Linked DNA regions of Mus musculus: all the other regions are linked to region 2. Evidence: chromatin contacts called from public promoter capture Hi-C data. All regions are on one chromosome and are shown on one strand. The core of a region is the stretch at or near the end of the contact, and the rest is flanking DNA. Distances in the headings are between cores, read along the strand shown.

What was found. Promoter capture Hi-C pulls out the DNA fragments that hold promoters and counts their contacts.
Region 1: a promoter capture Hi-C map of embryonic stem cells shows a contact between it and region 2. The contact joins the enhancer-like site here to the promoter of Tubgcp6 in region 2. A contact is called at or near these places in 8 of 39 promoter capture datasets (cranial neural crest, embryonic stem cells, liver and 3 more), 2 of 115 datasets of contacts at active chromatin or transcription factors (effector CD8 T cells and pancreatic cancer cells) and 3 of 9 other capture datasets (adipose tissue, liver and pancreatic islet).
Region 3: a contact with region 2 is called in a promoter capture Hi-C map of pre-B cells. The contact joins the promoter of Sbf1 here to the promoter of Tubgcp6 in region 2. A contact is called at or near these places in 20 of 39 promoter capture datasets (3T3-L1-derived adipocytes, the C10 cell line, the HPC-7 cell line and 13 more), 2 of 15 datasets of contacts at CTCF or cohesin (CD8 T cells and large pre-B cells), 15 of 484 Hi-C or Micro-C datasets (B cells, CD4 T cells, CD8 T cells and 7 more), 7 of 115 datasets of contacts at active chromatin or transcription factors (CD4 T cells, the SCID.adh cell line, cardiomyocytes and 4 more) and 4 of 9 other capture datasets (adipose tissue, embryonic stem cells, liver and 1 more).

The regions. Positions count from the first base shown.
Region 1 is chr15:88,879,892-88,882,959 of GRCm38.p6, reverse strand. No RefSeq gene overlaps it. Among named protein-coding and RNA genes, the nearest start is that of Gm38643, 4.1 kb to the left of the region's middle. Within about 2 kb of position 1,514, at least 10 of the 459 cell types and tissues checked have an H3K27ac peak or open chromatin away from gene starts, as enhancers often do. A contact at or near this core is called in embryonic stem cells, where this site is marked.
Region 2 is chr15:89,121,868-89,124,793 of GRCm38.p6, reverse strand. It overlaps Tubgcp6 (tubulin, gamma complex associated protein 6), which reads left to right and starts at 1,644. Exons shown (of 25, transcript NM_001163319.1): 1 at 1,644-2,717. The coding sequence starts at 1,977. Hdac10 (histone deacetylase 10) reads left to right here. Exons shown (of 20, transcript NM_199198.2): 15 at 1-81; 16 at 206-262; 17 at 541-619; 18 at 793-975; 19 at 1,070-1,229; 20 at 1,315-1,491. The coding sequence ends at 1,328.
Region 3 is chr15:89,313,794-89,316,770 of GRCm38.p6, reverse strand. It overlaps Sbf1 (SET binding factor 1), which reads left to right and starts at 1,460. Exons shown (of 41, transcript NM_001170561.1): 1 at 1,460-1,709. The coding sequence starts at 1,655.

The DNA of each region.
Region 1 (3,068 bases), core at 265-2,764, 240 kb after region 2:
GCCTTGTTTGTCCTGGAACTCAATATGTAAAACAGGCTGGTCTCCAATTAACAGTGATCCTCCTGTCTCTGCCTCCCAACTGTCTCTGCCTCCCAAGTGTTAGAATTAATGGTCTGTGCTAACCACACCCTTACCCCACCCCACACACACACACACACACCCCTTGCCCCAGCTTGATGTCACTTTTTTTCAACTCCAAGTTCAGTGAGAGGAAGAGAAGCCAGGAAGAGCCTGGGCCTTTGATTAAAACACCTGGGAGACATCTCAACCCATCGTTGGAACAAAGGGTTCCCGAAGTACAGGCAGGAAGGCCAAGGAATCCGGTCTTGGCACTATGGGAAGCGCTGTTGGGCAAAAACCCCAATGAGGGCTCCTGGGCCCCAACCGCCAGCCCAGAGAGCCAGGTTGGCCAGGCCTGAGCGCAAAGAACCCAAAACAAGGAGTAGTCAGGCTGTGTCCTGGTGCTGACAGGCAAGTGGAGTGAAGACACATCCTGCCAAGTGGAGCTTTGCGAAGATGCCACCTGGTGAGGACTGGGGAGGGTGGAAAGGGCATAGAAACCCGGAGCTTCTGGGAGTCCGGGCTGTAGGGCTAGCAGAAGGCGAGAGTCGGCTCAGTCTTCAGGCAGGATGGAGGACCATGTCCCTGTGAGCCTGCTCCTGGTCTAGCTCCCAGACTCTTCTGGAGTCATCCTGAATCAATACGTCTTCCAATTAGAATTCTGGTTATTTTAATGGTGGTTTTAAACTGCTGCTTATTATGTTGAAAGTTAATAGATTGGAATTGCTTTTTTTCTAAAGCTCTGCCCTGATTCCGTTTAAACATTGCTTTGTAAGGCTGCGGATTGTCTCGTTTGGTGTGAATCCCCGGTCCTCTACCCAGCAAACCGCCCCCGACCCGTGCCACGTAAATGACAGTAAGCATAGTTTTGCGTTTCATTGGCTCCAAGAATGTGTAAGGACAAGACACAGAGATCACGGAGCACATGGAGAGGCGGTGGGGATGTGAGCCGACCCAATGATTGGGCCTAGGAGATGGCAGAGAGGTGGAAGCTGTTCTGAGGCTGCGGGTGGGGCCGCGCATGAGCACAGCACCTGGAGGTTGCAGGGCCACGTGTAGGATGTAAGAACTGGCTTTGAGGAGAAAGGGTGACTCAGCGAGAGTGTAAGCCACTGCGATGTGGGAGAGAGAAGGTAGGCGAGGTACTCCTCGCCTGGATCAAGGTAAAGTGACCTTTAAAAAGGGCATCTGGGATACTCTGGGATGGAGTGAATTAGATCACCTACCTCCCTGTGAAACCATAGTTTCTTGGGCAGGTGCATCCTGGCTCCAAGCAGAAGCGCCCCCCCCCCCCGGGGGACCAGCCAGGAGCTGGCACAAACACATCCCTGGCCCCACACCTCCCAAACGGAGGTCTGGTTTCCACCGTGTCCCTGTCCTCCGGGCCTACTGGAGCAGGTTCACAGTTCCCCTGGGGCTGTAGTGCACAGGTGGGGACCAGCAGCAGCTGCGGGGCGGTTCCTGCGACCTGAGACTCATCCTGGGAGCACAGAGGAGGTGACTGTCGCCAGGGAGCAGACAGGGTTTGGCTCCTGAACCCTCTGGGCCAGGGAAAGGGGTCACATCTGCTATAGGGGGAAGGGCAAAGTCTCCCCTGGGCCTCAAGCTTCGTGATTAAGGAAGGCAGCCAGGAATACAACCTCAGGGCTTGAGGCCAGGTGAAACTTAGAAGTCTGATTTCTGCCTCAAGTTCCCAGGAGCTGAGCATCTGATAACCCCCTGTTGATACCCCACCACCCCAGCTTATTTCACTAGGGAAAGGACCTCCAACTGCAAAGAGCTCACTCAGACACCCAGGGAAGCTGCGGGCTCACCTCTCTTCCTCATTGTTTACTCTGATTCTGATTCTTGATGGGTGACCCCGTGTGTGTGTGACCCCCATGAGGGTTTGCAAGCCTCTGAGCTTGGGCTTCCTGGCGATTCACATCTGGGTTCTCTGGTTTCCATACCTGAAGGAGTTAGGTCTCTTGCATCTGTGTATGTGCAGACCTGTGTCTACTCCCAGCAAGCTCGCCTTGCCTTTCCCTTCAGCCCTTCCTCTCTAGCATGCACTTGCGTGCATGTGTACGGAGGCTAGACCTACATTCCCTCCGTGCTGTTTCCAGACCATCTCTCCTGCTCTGCTGATCTTCGCACCCGTCATTTTCCCTTTCACCCCACATGCTGACGAATAAGGCAGAGTGAGACCTACCACTATCTTTTAAAGACAAGGCCTCACTGTGAATCTCTGACTGGCATAAAACTCACCGTGTAGACCTAGACAAATTTGGCGTGTTCCTTCTGCCTCTGGGTGCCGGGATTGCAGGCTCAACTCCCACCATGGCAGCCTGCTAGCTCAGACCTGGTGTTTGTCTTAGTCAGTGTTCTATTGCTGTGAAGAGACACCATGAGCCAGGCAATTCTTATAAAAGAAAGTGTTTAATTGGGGCTTGCTTAGAGTTTCGGAGGCTTAGTCCATTGTCCTCATGGTGGCATTCAGGCAGACATGGCAGCTGAGAGTTTTACATCCAGAGCAGCAGGCAGCAGGGAGAGAGAGCCTCTGGACCTGGCTTGGGCTTTGAAACATCAAAGCCCTCCCTCAGTGACACACTTCCTCCAACAATGCCACACCTCCTAATCCTTCTCAAGTAGTGCCCTAATGACTAAGCATTCAAATTATAAGTTTTTAAGGTCACTCTTATTCCTACCACTACAATTTTAGTTTTTCTAGTTCTGTTCCTCCCATGTACATTTTAGAATCAGTTTATCTATGTTTTCGCTAAAGATCCTACTAGAAACAAGCATGGTGGTATACACATAGCACTTGGAAAGTGGAAGCAGGAGGCAGGAGAATTATGAGCCCCCCAAAGTTGAGCCTCACCTATATGTCAAAGTCCGGTCTAGCCTGAGCTACATGAGACCTGCATCTAAACAAAGGAATCCTACTCAATTTGGTGTTATCTTGTGTTAGCATCTTGCTTTAGCAAGATGACTTAGTAGGTAGAGTGACCTGAGATCCATCTCCAAAC
Region 2 (2,926 bases), core at 395-2,894:
CATAGCAACCACAACTGCCCTCGCCACAGCAGCAACATTGGATGTACTCATTCAGCGATGCCTAGCTCGCAGAGCTCAGAGGTAAACTCTGCTTGGTTGACTTGAGTCCCCAAGGACCTGGGAGTACCCACTCAATGGCATAGGGAGGGCCCTCAAATGGATACTGGACAATGTGAGCCCAGCCCATCCTGGGTCAACTTCTTAGGGTGCTCTGTGTGGCCCTGGGACAACTGGATCGACCCCTGGACCTTGCAGATGATGGGTATGATTCTCTAGCTTATACATCTCAGTTGTGCATGGACAGGTAGTGGGCATGTGACTGGGAATCCAGGGTCACCGTTGGGTGAGAACACTGCTTCCCATAGGTGCAGTTTGAGAGTGGATGCCCCAGAACACAGTGCCATACCAGGTTGACAGTCACTTACGCCCCCACCCCCCTGGCCCCAAGCTCTCCTCTGTCTTTTATTGATAAGCCCTGGGAAGGGTGAGCAGGGTCTCCTGCATTATGTGTCTATGGCCCTGGTGCTTTCTCTTGAGAAGGAGAATTCTGTGGCTCAACATCCGGGGCAAGGATGCAGCCATCCAGTCCATGTTCCACTTCTCCACTCCACTGCCACAGGTGAGTGGCTGTGTTGGGGTTGGAGAGCTTCTCCGCCCCCCCCCCCCCGCCGGTCTCTCTGGGGGTTCCTGTTCACAACCCAGGGTCCCTGAGATTGGGGGTGGGGTGGGCGACAGGAGCCACTAGCAGTGCCCTTTAGATGAGAGTCTGAGGCTCTGCTATTGTCCCTACAGACAACTGGAGGGTTTCTGAGCCTCATTCTGGGTCTGGTACTGCCCTTGGCCTATGGTTTCCAGCCTGATATGGTGTTGATGGCACTGGGGCCTGCCCATGGCCTGCAGAACGCTCAAGCTGCTCTCTTGGCTGCAATGCTTCGGAGCCCAGTAGGGGGCCGAATTCTAGCTGTAGTGGAAGAGGTAAACTGGGTAGGGTGGCTACGTTATATGGGTGGAAGGTGGGCAGAAACAACTGTCTCATTGCGGCGCCCAAACCCCACTCTCTCCGAGCCAGGAATCCATACGCCTGCTTGCAAGGAGCCTGGCGCAGGCATTGCATGGAGAAACACCTCCCAGTCTGGGTCCTTTCTCGAAGGCCACTCCAGAGGAGATCCAGGCTCTGATGTTTCTAAAAGCTCGGCTGGAGGCTCGCTGGAAATTGCTGCAGGTGGCTGGTGAGGCACACAGGGGCAAAGGCGACGCCCTACGTTAGAACTACGTGGAGCCAGCTTCACCAACGAGTCAACTTTGCTTTTCCAGCTCCTCCACCATAATAACAGTGATTGCCAGTCGCTTGAAATCGGTCAAGGTGGGCGATTCACACGTGAAAAATAGCACACTCGGGCCCCAGCGAACCATGGCCCGAGACCTACGTCCCGTCTGCGGCCCAGGCGTCCTCTACCTCCAGAACAATAAACATCGGCCAAACACAACACATCTCTGTCTCCGTTACTGAGTTCACTCCCATCAAATTATCCAAGATGCTAGGTTCTAGCTCTGAAAGCTGAGGCTGAGGCCTCGCCCACTTAGGGCGGGCCTGATGACGTATTTCCCGTGCGTCTCCTGGTGTTGTCTGCCGTCGCGTGGGTGTGACGCCAGAGCGGCGGGAGTCCCAGTTCGGGCGTCCCGGGCTTGCAGGCTGGTCATGGGGCGTACGCATTCGGTCGGTAAACTTGTCATGGTCCGGGAGAGCCGAGGACGAGCGCCAGGTGGAGGCTGAGGGCTGTTAGGGTCGCGGCGTGTGGCCTCTTGCAGTGCGAAACCTGAGACGCGGATGCCGGGTTGCCGGGTGTGGAGCCACGGGCGGTCCGCTTTTTGAGCCTGGCTCACCTACGGTGAGCTTTGGCCTTTGAGAGCATGAAGTGACTCCTAGGTGCAAAGTTTACCAGTCAGGAGGGTCCTGGGCTGAAAAGAGAGTGACTATGGCCAGCATCACCCAGCTGTTCGATGACCTCTGCGAGGCTCTCTTACCTGCTGCCCAAGCTCGCCCCGGCCAGCGCAGTGTGAACAGGAAGAGGGCGAAGCGGAGCCTTAAGAGGGTGGCCTACAATGCCCTTTTCGCAAATCTTTTTCAAGAGGACACCCATCAACGGCAGCCCGACTCGTCGAAGCTCCCCGTGAAAAACAAGGTCCTCATGCTGTCCTTCGATTTGAGGGTGGGGGGCTTGGGGCCAGAGGCTGACCGTTTGGAGGAGCTCGTGGAGAAACTTGAAGCAGCCCCTGACTGTCCTTTTGTGGAGGTAGCATCAGTGTTGGACCTCTTAGTTCAGCTGGCAGGAAGTGGCCCCCCTCAAGTGCTGCGTAGAAAACGGGATTACTTCTTTAACAACAAGCATGCAGGCCGAAACATACCCTACAGCGGCTACGATTGCTATGACTTGAGTGTGTTTGAAATGGACGTTCGGTCATTTATCTCTGGGGAGGAGAATTTGTGTCATCACACGGTCCAGGAAGCGCTTCAGGTGATGGAGGCTGCCCCAGGCACTGGCCTGCCCACCGTTGGGCTCTTCTCAATTGGTGACTCTTGTGGTGACAGGTTTGAGAGAGACACCAGGGTCTCCCTCTTTGGTGCACTTGTGCATAGCCGCACCTATGACATGGATGTGCGACTGGACCTACCACCTGTGCCAGACAGCGCGGACTTCTCTGGACTAGCCATCAAGGTAGTATTTCTTTCCCTTTCAGTAACCCTAGAGGTTTGGAAAATTCTTTTACCTGGTACTGTTGGCAAGCTTCTGTCCAAGCCTCAGGTGAGCAGACAGTCATGATGTAGAGGTGTTGGGGAGGATTTGCTGGCATCCTTTTGCACAGGAATGTCCTAGCTGCTCACCAGTAAGCAAAACACAACGTGCACCTTTCCCATCCTGTTCCT
Region 3 (2,977 bases), core at 211-2,710, 190 kb before region 2:
ATTGACAGAAGCAGCCAACTCAATCAAGTTCAAACACAGGTTTTAAGCAGAAAGGAAGATTTTGCAGCTCACCTGGCATTGGCAAAGGAGAGCTAGGTTTGTGTCTCTGTGCACAGAACTTTCCTAGGACAGTCTTTTCCTCTTCCCCTCTTTTATTTATTTTTATTTTATCTTATTTTTTTCAAGACAGGGCTTCCTGGCTGTTCTGGAACTAGCTCCGTAGACCAGGCTGGCTTCAAACTCCATCTGCTTCTGACTCCCAAGCGCTTTAATTAAAGGCGTGCGCTGCCACCACCACCATGACCACCAAGCTCATCCCCCTCTCTTAAAAAAGACATTTTCACTTTATGTGTATGGGTGTTTTCCCTGCATGTATGTCCACGCACCACCACAAACACGTTCCGGAGGCCAGAAGGGGGCGACAGATCCCCCTGGACCCAGAATTGCAGGCGAGGGTGCTGCAAATCCAGCACAGATTCCCATAACCTCTAAACTATCTCTCCAGAAAGGCCCTTATATCTCCTGTTTTTTGGACACATGGTTTCCTGATGAAGCCAAGGAGACTGGACTGGAATTCATGAACGACCTGCTTCAGCTTCTCAAGGGCCGAGACTCTTTATACACGTACACTGACGACTGGACTCGTCTCTCCTGAGATTGCTTTCATTCATTCTCCAGATCTTGCAGGTGGAGGGAACACGATGCTAATAGGTGGCTTGTCTTTCAGTTCTCACAGAAAACTAAACTCATCAACAAGCAAGCCTAGTCCTCCCCCTTTAATCTCCTGGTCAAGGACCTTGCCTCTCCTACAAGTGTCCATTCCTGTATTACTGCAAGAGGCCTGGCCAACCCCCTGACCTCCAGGGCGATCCAACTTCGCAGGAAGGTGACTCAAGCTGGAACTTTTTTTTTTTTTTTTTTAAATGCAGGTGTTGGATATCCCATCCATCCAATGGTGAAATATCTAGCTGCCCCTTTTTGCACTAGGAACTTAAAAAAAAAAAGCCTGTAAAGTCTTTCCCTTGGCCACCATAAGATTGGCAGGGTGAGTGGCGAAGCCATGACACTCCTCCATCCCCCAGCTCGGTCCTCTAGTTTGGGAGACTGGCTGGACAAGGCCTGAGCTCCACTGGTTTGCTTCAGGCAGACTGAGCTGGACCACGCCCCTGACCCTCGGAGTTAGGCTCTCCCAAGGGTGAGGTCCAGGTCTCCCTTCATTCCGGGGCTTCAGTTCCGACGGGGAAGTATGCCCTAATCCTGACCGGTGGTGCTTCAGGTCGAAATGTCGGCCGCGGGACCAGGGTAGCTGACCCGCCCCGGCCGCCGTAAGCTTCACCCGCCCAAAGGGTTGAGCCGGTCCTTGAGCATGAGGTAGTAGGCGGGGCAGCGCCCTCTGGACCCGCCCCATGCGGAGTGGCCCAATGGAAGCGCACTGTGCCAGGTCCCGCCTACACGGGAGGGGCAGAACTGCGCAGGCTCCTGAAGCGCCCGGGCGGGCCGGCTGGCTGGGAAGATGGCGGCGGAAGCCCTGGTCAGCGGCGCCGCAGAGGAGCGGGCCCGGGGTGTCCCAAGTGTGCAGCTTAGGGCCAGCGCCGGGCCATGAGCGCGCCGCCATCGAACCCTCGAGCCGTGGAGCCCGCCTGCGCCCCTTGCCATGGCGCGGCTCGCGGACTACTTCGTGCTGGTGGCGTTCGGGCCGCACCCGCGCGGTGAGTCTCAGCGCCGAGGGGGACGAGCTGGGGGGGACTGAGGGACTGGGACTGAGGACTCGAAGCTAAGAAGACCCGGCCGGAGGCAGGGTCAGGAGTTGGGGCCGAGCTCTCGGGGCTCTCGAAAAGAGGCCTCCGTAGTTATTGGCCACGGTGGCGTCGGGGCAACCCGCGAGGACCCCGGACGACATGGCCTGTGTAAGAAACATCCCTCCTACACCTGGGCACCTGCGTCGCTGTTCCGAGGTGGGCAGGGGCGTGTCGCTCGGGCGTGGGAGGCTGGAGGACCCTGCTGCAGTTCGGTCTCCCCGATTCCAAGTTGGGTGGGATGGGCTCACCCCGCCTTGGCCGCCTGCCGGTGGCTGGGTCTGGGAATTTCAGAGAGGGGGGCGGAACGTTTTCGTCTTCCAGCTTCTCTGACCCAGTGCTAGGTCTGAAGCCTCAAGCACCGCTTGATGGGGTGCAGTGGAGGGGGAGGGGTTCGTCGGTGGTATGGAGCCGGACTTCAGACGAAAGTGTCACACTTGGAGGAGAGCATTCCTGGTGTTCAAGCCTCTAAGCCAGGCCCCTCAGCGGGGGATCAGTGTGGTGATCTAGGAGGCCCTGATCTGGAGTCAGCACCTGTGTCTGAGAGCCCTTCAGTCCTGGGGGTAGGAGAAAACGGAGCCTGACAGTGACATCAACCACAGCCATGGAGACAACAGTGTTGGGGGGTGTTGGCTGGAGTCCTCAGTGTGCCAGGCCCTGCACAACCCTTTGTGTGTATGATCTCATTTCTCCCAATAGCCCACTGAGATTGCCTTGCTGTTGCCCTATCTTCAGCATAGAATCTGGCATAGAGAAGTTGAGTGTGTGGGTCTGGAATGGAGGCTGGGACTTGTACTCTGGCTGTCAGAGTCCACCTGCAGAGGGGCGGTATCTTAGGGACAACTGTGGCCAGATGAGGTAGCCCCTTAATCCCTAGATGTAATGCTTCCTACCGTGTTCCAGTTATCTATTCCACACAGTTATTCTGCTGCTTCTCAGACCAGCTGTCACTGTCACCATTCAGGACCCAAACTTTCTTCTTTGCCTTTCTTCTTGCTAAGTCTCCACTAGGACTGTTCCTTTGTTTAATGTCCACATGATGGACCCTGTATGCACTGGAAAACACCACCACCACCACCACCACCACCACCACCACCTCTGTCTTCAGATCTGTTCAGTACCCTCGCTTCTTTCTGCTCTCATGTATTCAAGTCTATATCTTTTGGCACTCAGTCCCGAGC